2 separate regions of the Mus musculus genome follow, and region 1 is linked to region 2. A link is a contact called in public HiChIP or PLAC-seq data. All regions are on one chromosome and are shown on one strand. Each heading gives the region's core, a stretch centred on a gene start, on an enhancer-like site or on the middle of the called end of the contact. The rest is flanking DNA. Distances are from core to core; before and after follow the strand shown.

Region 1 (5,653 bases), core at 2,784-5,283, 120 kb before region 2:
CTCTTCTTGGGTGACAAATACTGGTTGGGACACTTGTTTGTGTCCTATTAGGGAGGTATTGGAGCAGGTGGGGTTGGCACATTCCTTTGGCTGTGCGTCTTTGAGGTGACATGGCTGGAGGTGAGTGGAAGGACCCAGTGTCCTCTGGGTTGGAAGAAAGGTTTCAGGCTCTGATGAGGGTGGGAAGCAGCATGACAGGTTTTTCACAGCTGTGCTCGTCACACTGTGGGTATCAACTTCATTTTACTAAGAGCCAACATTTCCAGCAGCCACCGTGGTCCGCTGAGCCTGTCTGGAAACATGCTTAGTGCTTGTTATTCATATGCAGCCAAAGGGGGTGCAACTGGACCAGCTCCATTTACCTAGTATCCGGGTGGCTTGTGGCTTTGTGATGAGGGCTCCTGTGGAAATCAGAGCCACCCCAACTCTGCCTCTAAGCCTCATGCGGAGAGCTGAACAGTGTCCTGGCCCCAGTGCTCTCTGATAGGGTCTTCTCAGAAGCCTCTAAAGCCTCAGGACAGGTCTCAGGGGAGCTGTCCTCAGGTTTGCACAGTCATCGGCAGGTGCCCAAGTCACGACTGTGTCACAGCAAGATTTCAGAGACCTCAGTGAAGTGGTCAGTCTCTAGACTGTGGCCTTTGGCTTAAATTTGAATTTGAAGCAACAAGCAGTGAAAAGTCTCCATTTTGTCTTTTCAAAGGAAAAGCAAGAGCGCCCACACCCATCACCCAGCAAGGCAAGGCGTGCTCCGTCTCTAGGGCGGGCCAGATGGTCTTTCCCTACACCTATAATTTCCTGGGAAATTGTGACAGCTGAATTTGCCTGATGGAGCTCCAAATGGAATTTGCAAAATGTGTGTTCATGTGGGTTGGATGTGAGAAGAAATCCCTCACTCCACCAAAACATCCACTTCCCCTTCTCCGGAAAGGAAGCCAGGGCGCAGTCAGTATGGTCCAGTTGGTAGGTTGCGTGGGTGGATGCAGGTAATAAGTGGGTGGGTAGGAGTGGGGCAGGTAGTGATGGACAGGTGGGAGGCTGGCCTGAGCCATGTGAAAGGAAAGACAGAGGGAAGGGACACGGGAGGGCTGAGCAGGGGAATGAAGGACTAAGTAGATCAGAGGCTAAGTATCCAAAGGGCCAGGTAGATGGATTGAGGGACCAGTAAAAAGATGTAAAAAAAGGTTCAGGGCTGTAGACCAGGTGGTAGAGAAAAGGAAGGCCAATGCTGGTATTCCTTTGAATTCGAAGCCTTGCTGGACCCTGTGAGCGAGAGACCTTCGATGGTGGCCTTTTTGATGAAAAGCACAGAGAGCATGCAATGTGTCTGGGTGTTTGTTGGGGACACATGAACCAAGAGTCAAAATGACTGGTCTGGAGGGGAGGCCCTCAGTTTCTGGGACAGTCCAGTGTCTGTAGATGCTTTCTCTGAGGCAGCTGTGTGCTCAGAGGTACTTGCGATCTGGTCAGAGACCTGTCCTGGCGTTGCCAGGTGACCAGTGTTTCACCGTGGGGGTCGTTGGGACACTGCAGGAGCCCTGGAGGGCAGAGACAGGTTGTGTTCTGTGATTTCTCTCCTGCTGACACCTAAGCCTTACGGTCAGGTCAGCCTGGAGTAAAAACAAACAGCTCTGCTGGGAGCAATGGGAAAATGGACTCCATGTTGAGAACCTAGTTCAAATCCATTTTCTGCTAGCCAGAGTCTTGGTCAAGTCTCTCTCTGGTAGAAGAATTCTAGGCAGATAAACTGGAAGTGCAAAAAACTAGGAGCGGCATAGAAGATGCAGCCAGAGAAGGAAGCTGTGTCATAGGGGGTTTGCACGGCAGAGATTCTGCCATTTTTTTTTTCCTTTTTCCTTTCCTTTAAGACAGTGGTTCTCAACCTTCTTAATGCTGTGACCCTTTGTTTCTTTTCTTTTCTTTCTTTCTCTTTTTTCTTTTTGTTTTTTCGAGACAGGGTTTCTCTGTGTAGCCCTGGCTGTCCTGGAACTCACTTTGTAGACCAGGCTGGCCTCGAACTCAGAAATCCGCCTGCCTCTACCTCCCGAGTGCTGGGATTAAAGGAGTGCGCCACCACACCCGGCTTGCTGTGACCCTTTAATACAACTGTATTGAACACAACCTCATGTTGTGGTGACCTCTAACCATAACATTATTTTTCACTGCAATTATATTATGTTACATCAAAACTAATTTTTGTTACTGTTATGATTCATGATGTAAATATCCGTGTCTTTGAATGGTCTTAGGCAACCTAGCCCCAAGGGGTCCAGACCCACAGGTTGAGAATCGCTGCTGTAAGGGCTAGAGATGGGGCCTCATGCTTGTCAAACAGTGTTCTTTTAAAGAGCCCTAGGCCTAAAGATTTTATCTTTAGAGAGCTGAGTACCACAAAGGGCTTGTTTTGTGCTGTCACAGAGTGACAGGGTTGCATCTAGATTTGGTTCGGTCCTTGCTGGCTGTGGAGGGCAGACTGAAAGGCAAGGTAGAAGCGGGCTGCTGAGGAACCCAAGGGGAGGAACATAGACCTTGGTGGTGGCAGAGCTGGCAGTGCTCAGAATCTGAAACTTGCTGGCAAATTAGAAGTGGGGAGTTAACATCAGAGTCCATAAAAGAATACGCTGTAGCTGACCAGCTCATGACTGGGAAGACAGAGATGTTTAGTTCCGTTATGATGTAGAACTGCCTCTGGACGAGGCCTGGCTCTCCATAGCCATGCTTGCCCCTATCCCGTAAGAGCTCCCAGGAGACCTGCTACCCCTTTCCAGGGGCATTCTTCTCTGAAGCCTCGTGCATGGTTAGTTGGTGGCCCACTTCCCACATCCCAGACATGTGGCTGGGGTTGACAGTTCCTACCTCAGGGTTTCGTCTGCTCAGTTCACTGCAGAGCTCTGGTATTCAGCACAAGTGGCTTTCAGTGGTGCTCATGACCAAAGTGGGGAGGTACACTTCTCTTGGACACTTCCAGAGGGCAATCCTGGTGAACAGTTCTGGGCTGAGAGAATGGGTGAGGAGAAAGATCCCCTTTACCAGTCCTCCGCATGTTTGTTTTGAGCTCGTGAACTCTGACCTACACATGCACAACAGACACCTGGAATACTTCCCACCCAGCTTTTCTTCATTCATCCTTTCTATTATTTCCGAGATGAGTGATGTCCCCACTAGCCAGATAAGGAATTGGGTACCAGAGAGTTCTGCTGGTGCCAGGAGGCCTGGATCTTCTGACTTGGAGGACTGACATGCTAACTCCACTATATGCTCTGCACTACAGCCCCTCAAAGACAGACAGACCCCTCTTTTGTAGCATCTAGGCTGTCAGCTGATGCCATTGCCCTCAAGACCACCAGGGGGCAGCAGACGAACGCTTGATTGGATGGCAAAATTCGTTTGTCCTAGACCTGGTCTTAGCTTCTGATGAGGCAGGAAGGCTGGAGTGCTGGGAGCACAGAGGCCTCTTTTCTGTGAGAGAGCTCCCTGGGTACACACGCCAAGGCATGAATGCAGCAGCATTTAGCAGGGTGCTTTGCTTTCAGCTTTGCAATCTCCTTTCTTTCCTTCTTTCTTTTTCCTCCCTTTGGTGCAGGGTGTTGAATGACTCTTAGGGAGATGCTGGAGGGTCTGCCTGTAGCCCTGTGCTTTGGACGATTTAACCCCCAGTCCGCAGGAGGTCCTTCCCCTGAAGCTATTCAGAGGTGAAGTAGAGGGGCTGAAGGCTCTACCTGGCTTCTCTGCCGGATCTCTAGGATTAGGGTTCATGCTTCCTCCTTAGGTGGGGCAGGTGATGGGACTTCCTGCAGAGAGAGGCCTTTCTGGGAGGGACTTCCCTGGGTGCAGGGGACAGATCTGTCATCCTTCCCTGGCCCAGGTAAACTGAGAGAGGCAGGGGCTGACAGAACACCGCCCACAAAAGCTCGGCTCTTGGAAACTGGTCACTTTCCTCTCTTCTAGCTCCCTTTCATGACACCAGTCTCATAGAAGACTTGGCTTTGTGGGGTTCCCTTCTTCTTTACCAAGAACCCACAGCTCCTGATACTGTCCAGAGCAAATTAATTTTAATCACAAAAATCAGTTATTTATGCTTTTGAAGTCCCTCCCACTGTCACAATGTCCTCAGGACACAACACGGTCTATCTCTCCAGCACCTCCCACTAGACAATCAAGGGGGCTGAAAGTGAAGGATTTTTTTCCCCCTCTCTCCGTTATTGTGGAGGCGGAGTGTCTTGCGGACCCTGGCAAGGACAGAGGACTGGAAGAGGCCATAGGGGCGTAGGGTGTGTAGGCCAGCCTGGTTCGCGTTCTGGGGTCTATCTTTGCCGAAAGACCCTGCAAGGGCACCCAGCGTTACCGCGGTCATCTTCTAGTCTCTTCTGCCGTGCGGCGGCCTCATCGCACCGCAAGAAAGACCTCCAGCCTCCACGTGCACCTAGGGAAAGTCGTGGGCGGGGAGCCTGCTCAGGAGCCCCGCCTTCCTCAACTTTCGCTGGCGGCCCAGGGGCAGGAAGTGGGAGGACGGGTTGGAGGCGGTGCTTGGGTCTCCGGGGAGGTGCCGGGTGAAGGTGCCAGCTCCGCCCCCGGCCCCGCCCGGCCGTGGCCGCGCCCCCTGCACCCCCAGCGCCTAGGAGCCGCGGAGCCTCGGAGTCCCAGTGCCCCGCGAGTGGCGTAGAGCCCGCGGGCCCGGCGAACAAAGCGACGGTGGAGCGAGCAGCTCAGGCGCCGGACGCAGGGAGCGAGCGACCCGCTGCGCCTTTGTCTCGGGTGGGGCAGGAGCGGTGGCCGAAGCGGGGCGCCCGGAGCTCAGAATGCGGCGCCCAGAGGGGCGGATCGAGAAGCGCTGCGACTGCAGGAGGCGTGGAGCCCCGGCCGGAGCACGAGCGGACTTGTGTGTGTGAAAGAGGGACCCCGCACGCTGCCCCGCGAGCGCCGGTTGGCCGCACGTGGGCGGGAGCGGCGGCCGGCTAGTAGCCCGAAGAGGAGGAGGAGGAAGAGGAGGGCCGTGCGGCCGCGCAGCGGGGACCCGGGGCCGCCTGCGCGAAGCCCCGCCCCGGCGGCCGAGCCCCGCGCGGGCGGGCGGGATGCCCCGCGGTCACCGCACTTTGGCCGGAGCGCTACCCTGAGCCAGCTGGCCAGCGGCCGCAGCGGCGAGCGCACAGGCGCCGCGGGCGCCATGGAGCAGTGGCGGCAATGCGGCCGCTGGCTCATCGACTGCAAGGTCCTGCCGCCCAACCACCGCGTCGTGTGGCCCTCGGCGGTGGTCTTCGACCTGGCGCAGGCGCTGCGCGACGGCGTCCTTCTGTGCCAGCTGCTGCACAACCTCTCCCCCGGTTCCATCGACCTTAAGGACATCAACTTCCGGCCGCAGATGTCCCAGGTGAGGGTCCCGGCACTGCAGGAGGGACTCGGGTGTGCGATCTGAGGGGCGCATTGACTGGAGCGTGGGCCGCGGGAGGCCCAGGTTCTCTGGCCGGAGCTTCTGGCTCAGGGGTCAGTGCAGAGCAGGTCACATCCCGGTCTCCTCTTCCCGCTCTAGAGAGCGGCGGTCCCCGAAGGCGCGAAGTTGGCTAAAGTCCCCCAGTCTAGGGCGCGCTACCACCGCCGCGGGAACGGTTTGTGTGCGCCGGCTCCCCAGTCTACGGCTGCCTGGTGGAGGGCGACTCCA
Region 2 (6,114 bases), core at 42-2,541:
TACGTATGTGAAACTTCAGTTCATGCATGAAACTGTTTGTTGACCTGAATTAATTAAGTAATGGGCAGAGACTGCATCATATAAATGCAGATGGCATCGGTGTAGAGAGTCTGCTCGGGGCTCCCTTGTGGCTCTGTGTGTCAGCCCAGGATACAGACAGGAATCAGATTGGCTGCTTCTGGGCAGGAGGCAGAGTGGAGATGGGGGGGTGGGGGGGAGTCTGCAACTTTGAGGCTCTGTCACCCTAGGTTAAGGCACTAGAACAGGTTTACACACACACACACACACACACACACACATACACACTCACACTCACATACCCTTTCTTTTCTGGCTGACCATGCTTGACCTGAGGGTGTTTAAGAGAGATGGTGGGAAGTGGTGTGTGAAACACATCCTGCCAGGATAGATATTCCTGCTCACCATTGAGTTTTTGGGAAGGTAAGATCTGAATACAACAGTAAATAATGTGTTGGGTGATCATTCTAGGGGTGTTCTCAAATCTCTGTATGGTGTGATGTTGGGCTATCTGCTGGGCGCTATTCCCAGTTTCTCAGTACCATTCGATGATGCTAAGATTTCTGCTGTAGGGTGTTCCCAGAGTCCCAGTACCATGTGATGCTGTCGTATCTGTTAGGGGATGTTCCCAGTATCTTAGTTTCCTGTGAATGGTGTTTCCAGCTGCCCAGTCCTGTAGTCTTGTTTGTTCTGTGACCAGAGGGACAAACCTTAGTCTCCCCTTTCCTACCTGATGATTCCCTCAGAGGCTTTTCTGTATGTGCTCATTGGAGGACGGCCACTCCAATCACTGTATTGTCACACATAATGCTACCCTCTAAGCCTCCATTTATGCTGGTTGCTTGATATCTAAGGAGATCTGGCTTTCTTCAATGACAGAATGGTAGGGTCAGACTAACATTCCTCCAGCCAGTAATGCCAGTGTAATCAGAGGCACTGGACAGCAGCCAAAAGCTGAGAGAAAGTGGAGGGAATATCCTCACACACATCTATCAGTGAGAGATTGTCTAGATCAGGTTTGCCCCTGGGCATATCTGTGAGGGATCATGTTCATTGAGATGGGAAAGCCTAGTCCACTGTGGGCGGCTCCATTCCCTAGCAGGGGATCATGGGCTCCGTAAGAGTGGAGAGAGTAAGCTGAGCACCAGCATGTTACCACTCTAGCATGCACCCGTAATCCATCGCTCTTTGATGTGATCTACATGTGGTATGACGGGCTGCTGCAAGTTCCTGCTGCCTGACTTCCCTGCAAACACAGACTGTATCCTGGAACTGTGTGCCAGATAAACAAACCCCTTCTCTCTTAAATAGTTTGCCAGAGTATTTTAACACCAGCAGCAGAAGTAAAACTCAGACAGAAATTGGTACTGGGAAGTGGGACTGTGGCTGGGGTGAACCTGGTCATGTGGCTTTCAGGCCTTTAGAACTGCTTTGTGGTAGGAACATGGAAGACTGAAACTTTGGGCTAGGAAAAAACTATTGAATGCTGAGAGGCAGGGGTCTCAGTGAGTAGAAGTCCTGAGCCTACTACCATATCCACCCTTGACCCTCACACATCTGTGTAGCAAGGGACCCGTGAGTTTCAGCAAAGCATGGAGGCAGCTAGAAGCTGATTTCTGTGGTGGTGTCAGCTCTGCCCTCGGCAGGACAGAATTCGAGTCCAGCTGGGGTGGGGTCACTCTGAGAATAAACAGGACGTCAGGAGAAGTTGCAGGATCCAGAGCCTTCATGCATATCAGTCAAAATGTCCAGTGGTCAGTTAACAAAATTAGGTGTCATGGCCTGCGGTGGCGTTTCAGAGGACACTGTGTGGGGATTAGTTCTTTCCCTCCACTGTGTGGAGAATAAGAACGGAACTCAGGTTGTCAGGTGAAGGTGGCAAACACCCTTACCCAACAAGCCATCTCTGTGTTGTAAAAGGAGAAAGCCGGGGGCTTAGACTCCATCACAAACACTCCTGTAAATTGATGTGAAACAGCATTATTTGCACAATGCACACAGGCAGCTGAGTGCCATGGGGGCCAGAGCCAAGAGCTCTGGATGGGACCCAGAGTTTTAGGGCGAGATGGAGGTTTGTCCAAGATGTTTAAGAAGCCAAACAGAAAGAAAGAAGTCTTGGGCAGATGACTCTGGAACACACAGGCATCCTGTGGGATGTTATATACAGAACCAGTTCACTGGGATGGATCCAGCACCCCAGCCGAAGCACTGAAGCAAGATGTCAGGCGTCCGTCCTCTGTGGCTTAGACGGAAGCAGAGGTTTCTTAGGGAAGATAGAGGATTTTTTTCTAGAGGATTACAAATAGTATTGGGATGGCACAGAAGGAAAACTGAGAAGTCGGGCTTTGTTCAGTTAAGCATCAATGCTTAGCAGGGGCTAGAGGTGGCTTGGAGCTTAAGAACATCTGTTGCTCTTGCAGATGACCTGAGTCATATTCTCCCAGCCCCCGTGTAATGGCTCACAACAACCTGTAACTCTAGTTCTTAGCAGATCTGATGCCCTGTTCTGACCTCTGAGGGCACCAAGCATACATGTGGTACACAGACATACGGGCAAAATAACCGTACACATGATAAAAATAAAAAAATAAATGCTTATCAGGATATATTAAAAAATAAAACAAAACAAATAGCCAATCTAGAGATGGAGTGAGAGGTTGTCACCAAAGCGTTTACTTGCAATATATAGAGAGCTTAAAATTCAACAAGAGAAACATTCAAGATTTAGAAATAGAAGTTTTGAATGTACCTTCCATACAGGAAGATAGACCATCAATACATTATCAGCAGTCAGTAGGGAATTACAGAGTCAATGCTTGTCCACTGCAGCGGCTGAACTGCAGAGCATGGACGACAGCTGCTAGAGGAGCTGTGAGGCACCGGACCTTGCACAGACTTCCGGAGGGATGTGGATGCTGTAGCCACGGCGAAGAACACTGGGCAAGCAAAGGCTTAGGGAGTCAAGCCTGCCTTTCCCACACCCAGCAGCTCCAGCGTGTGGCTTTCAAAAGAAGTGAAAGTGTGTGCTCTCTTGGACTCGCTCGCTCTGTCTCTCTCTGCGGGAGAAATGCTTACATAGCAATTTCTGTTCACTATACCAACACTACTGTGTGTGATCACATGTGTGCAGTGCACACTTGTACATGTGGAGACCAGGAAAACTCTGGGTTTGAGCAGCTTTCCTTAGCTGCCGCCCATTTTTTTAAAAAACAAGATTCTTAGTGTATTTTTAGGATCTGTTTGTTTTTGTCTGTGTGTGTGTTTGTGTGTGTGTGTGTGTGTGTGTGTGTGTGTGTGTGTGTGTGTACACCACACATGCAGAGCCTATGGAGGCCAGAGGGAGGCAGTAAATATCCTAGGACAGGAATTATGGATGGTTGTGAGCTGCCATATGGTTTCTGGGAACTGAACCCAGGTCCTCTGCAAAAGCAATCAGTGCTATCACCACTGAGCTATCCCTCTAGCCCCAGATTTCTTCTGTTTTTAAGTATGTGTGGGGTGGTGGCATGTGCAATTGTGAGAGCAGAGTTCCACAGAATTCAGAATAAAGTGTTGGCTCCCCTGGAGCCACCTGATGTGCGTGCTGGGAACAAAACTTGGGTCTTTTGCAAGAGCAGTATGTGTTGTTTACCTCTGAGCCCATCTCTCTAGGGCCCCTGCTTGCCCACCATGGCCTGAGTTCACCAGGTTGGCTAGGCTGGCTGGCTAGTAAGCTGCAGAGGTCTGTTTCTCTGTGCCTCTCTGGTGTTGGCATTACACTCTGTTATACTTTTAAGTGGCTCAGTGCCCACGGAAAAGGAGATTGGATCACACAGTACTATTCGCTCAGTATTACAAAGGACCAGACGCAAGTCCTCATGGGCTCGAGATGAGATGCAGAGGTCAAGAAGCCAGATGCCAAAGGAAAGAGCTGTCTGTGCTGTTGACTTCGCTAAGGGGAAGGCGGTCTATTGAGGATCAGCCAGGAGAGAGGCTGAGGGTGGGCATGGAGAAGAGATTGGTGGGTCTGTGGTAAGGTGGAACGGGTTGGGACTGGAGTTGGACAGTCCCTTTGTCGTATTGAGTCATCTAAGGTGCACTGTTAATTTTAGAAATCTTCCTTTCCAAAACACTATGACAACTCCATCTTGCATGGTTTACAAGGCCAGTGGATGCAGGTGTGGATAGCTGGTATGGAGAGTCGGCTGGGAGTGCGGGTGCTGAGGGGACACCTTTGCCAGAACCCATAAGCTCATGGGAGATTTGACACTGTTATTCAACAAGCCTCATCTGACTAGGAACTATTGTGTCCTGCTCACAAACCCCACTGCCTTGTTGGGCTGTGATGGGGCTGACCCCCACCCGCCCAAGGTTAGCATATGCCACCTGCTCTCTGTACATCTATCTGTCTATCAGAAGCCTCAGAGCCCAGTATCATAGAGTATGCATACGTGAATGCACGTTTCACTGTAAATCAGAGCAGAGGTCACGGTAGAACTGTGGCCTTCCAGCCATCCCACCTTCAACTGAGTTAGGAGCTAGGCCCTCAGTAGAGCAAACGGTCATACCTCAAGAGCTGGTTTCAGTAGGTCCAAGGTAGGGTCTGTGTACGGGTCTTTATGGGCAAGGAACTCAGCTGGCTGGGGCCCGAGTCCTGGAATTGTCTTGGATATCCTCACAAGGTGGGATGAGAAAAAGTGGGGTTCTGTTGCTGGTTGGTTTCCAGCCTGTAAGACCCCCATTCAGGCCCAACTTTTCACCCATTTGACCCCTTTCTCTGGCTTGTGGAACATGTAACCATCAAAGCTCCCTGTCCATCACTTCCTTCCCCTGGCCCGTTGGAGCGAAGCCGGCGTCTGTCTCTAGACAGGGAGGTGTCTCATCTGCCCCGAGCATTTTGCTTCCGAAGCCTGGAAGCATCTGTTTCCCTCAGTTCCACGTGGTCGGAATTCTAGACAGCCGCTGCGCCTCCAGCCTCGCTCTACTGCACGACAGAAGTTTGCCCTACTAATATCTGCCAGAAAGGACCTTGAAGCCCTCACCTGGCCCAGGAGTCTGGAGGGTAGAGTGGCAGGGCCGGGTCCTTTGGCACAGAGCCCAGAAATGCCAGGGAAATGATTTGTATTCTCTCTGGTGACAGTTTCCAGGAGACAGCTAGTCAGTCCTGCCTAGGGTAGGTCAACTGGAAAGACCACAGGATGTTCTGAGATGAGCCTGACCTCTGAGTGTAAGCCCTGCATGGCAGGGGGCTGTGTACACCCCAGTATGTGTCCCCCAGTTATGATGCCCCAGTACAGGCAGGGAGAAGAGCCAGGAGGACTTGAGGCTCAGGCCAAGGGGAGTGTATGTGTGTGTATTTGCATGTGTGGAGACAAGCAATGTGTGGAGGCAGGTGTATGTATTATTTAATGTGCAAAGTGGCCACCTCTAAGGACTTTATGGACCTAAAAAGAACAAGTGGCTTTTAAAAACTTAAGTTTGTAGGTCAGTGAGATGGCATAGAGGGTAAATGCTTGCATGCAAGCTTGACACTTCAGTTAGATCTGTGGAGTTCAATTAAATGTGGAAAGAGATAGTGGAGTCTACAATGTGATCTGACTGTCACATGCCCCATGGCACAGGGACCTCCCCACCATCTCCACATACACAATAATAAAATGAGCTTAATCAGAGTGTGGTGTCACATCCTCCTCATCCCATGACACAGAAGACTTTTGGGGCAGGAAGAATGTCATAAGACTTAGGCTAGCCTGGGCTCCAATGTGAGTTCTAAGCCAGCCTGGGCTACAAAGATGAGACTGTCTTGAAACAAAGAGAAATTTGGTGTGGGTAGAAGGCTTCAGAGTAGATGGGCAGTTCTCTGTGTAACTGTTGTAGGTGATTGTTCTCTGACCAGCAGTTGTGGGATACCCAGAGTACCACTCTTCCTACCGTGGCCTGTAGAATCTCACTGCATGGGGGGTACCTATCTCCACAGCTGCCTCTTTTGAGGCAGTGGGCGTGGGATGGCAGTCAGACTTTGTGAGGAGACCCGCAGCATGGTGGGGGGGGGGGTTCAAAGTGAAGGAGGAAGTTGCTGAAATGTGGGGCAGCCTCATCATCAACCATAAAGCAGGT

What was found. HiChIP or PLAC-seq counts read pairs in DNA pulled down with a chosen protein or histone mark.
Region 1: a contact with region 2 is called in an H3K4me3 HiChIP or PLAC-seq map of microglia, with 7 times the contacts expected there. The contact joins the promoter of Vav2 here to the enhancer-like site in region 2. A contact is called at or near these places in 22 of 39 promoter capture datasets (the 3T3-L1 cell line, 3T3-L1-derived adipocytes, the C10 cell line and 16 more), 1 of 15 datasets of contacts at CTCF or cohesin (the NIH/3T3 cell line), 80 of 484 Hi-C or Micro-C datasets (B cells, the C10 cell line, the C2C12 cell line and 50 more), 35 of 115 datasets of contacts at active chromatin or transcription factors (the 230-238 cell line, the HPC-7 cell line, the SCID.adh cell line and 24 more) and 3 of 9 other capture datasets (adipose tissue, liver and pancreatic islet).

What each region holds. Positions count from the first base shown.
Region 1 is chr2:27,425,988-27,431,640 of GRCm38.p6, reverse strand. It overlaps Vav2 (vav 2 oncogene), which reads left to right and starts at 4,033. Exons shown (of 28, transcript NM_009500.2): 1 at 4,033-5,365. The coding sequence starts at 5,162.
Region 2 is chr2:27,303,823-27,309,936 of GRCm38.p6, reverse strand. All of the region lies in intron 4 of Vav2 (vav 2 oncogene), which reads left to right. Among named protein-coding and RNA genes, the nearest start is that of Sardh, 60 kb to the right of the region's middle. Within about 2 kb of position 1,291, at least 17 of the 459 cell types and tissues checked have an H3K27ac peak or open chromatin away from gene starts, as enhancers often do. A contact at or near this core is called in B cells, bone marrow-derived dendritic cells, germinal center B cells and 2 more, where this site is marked.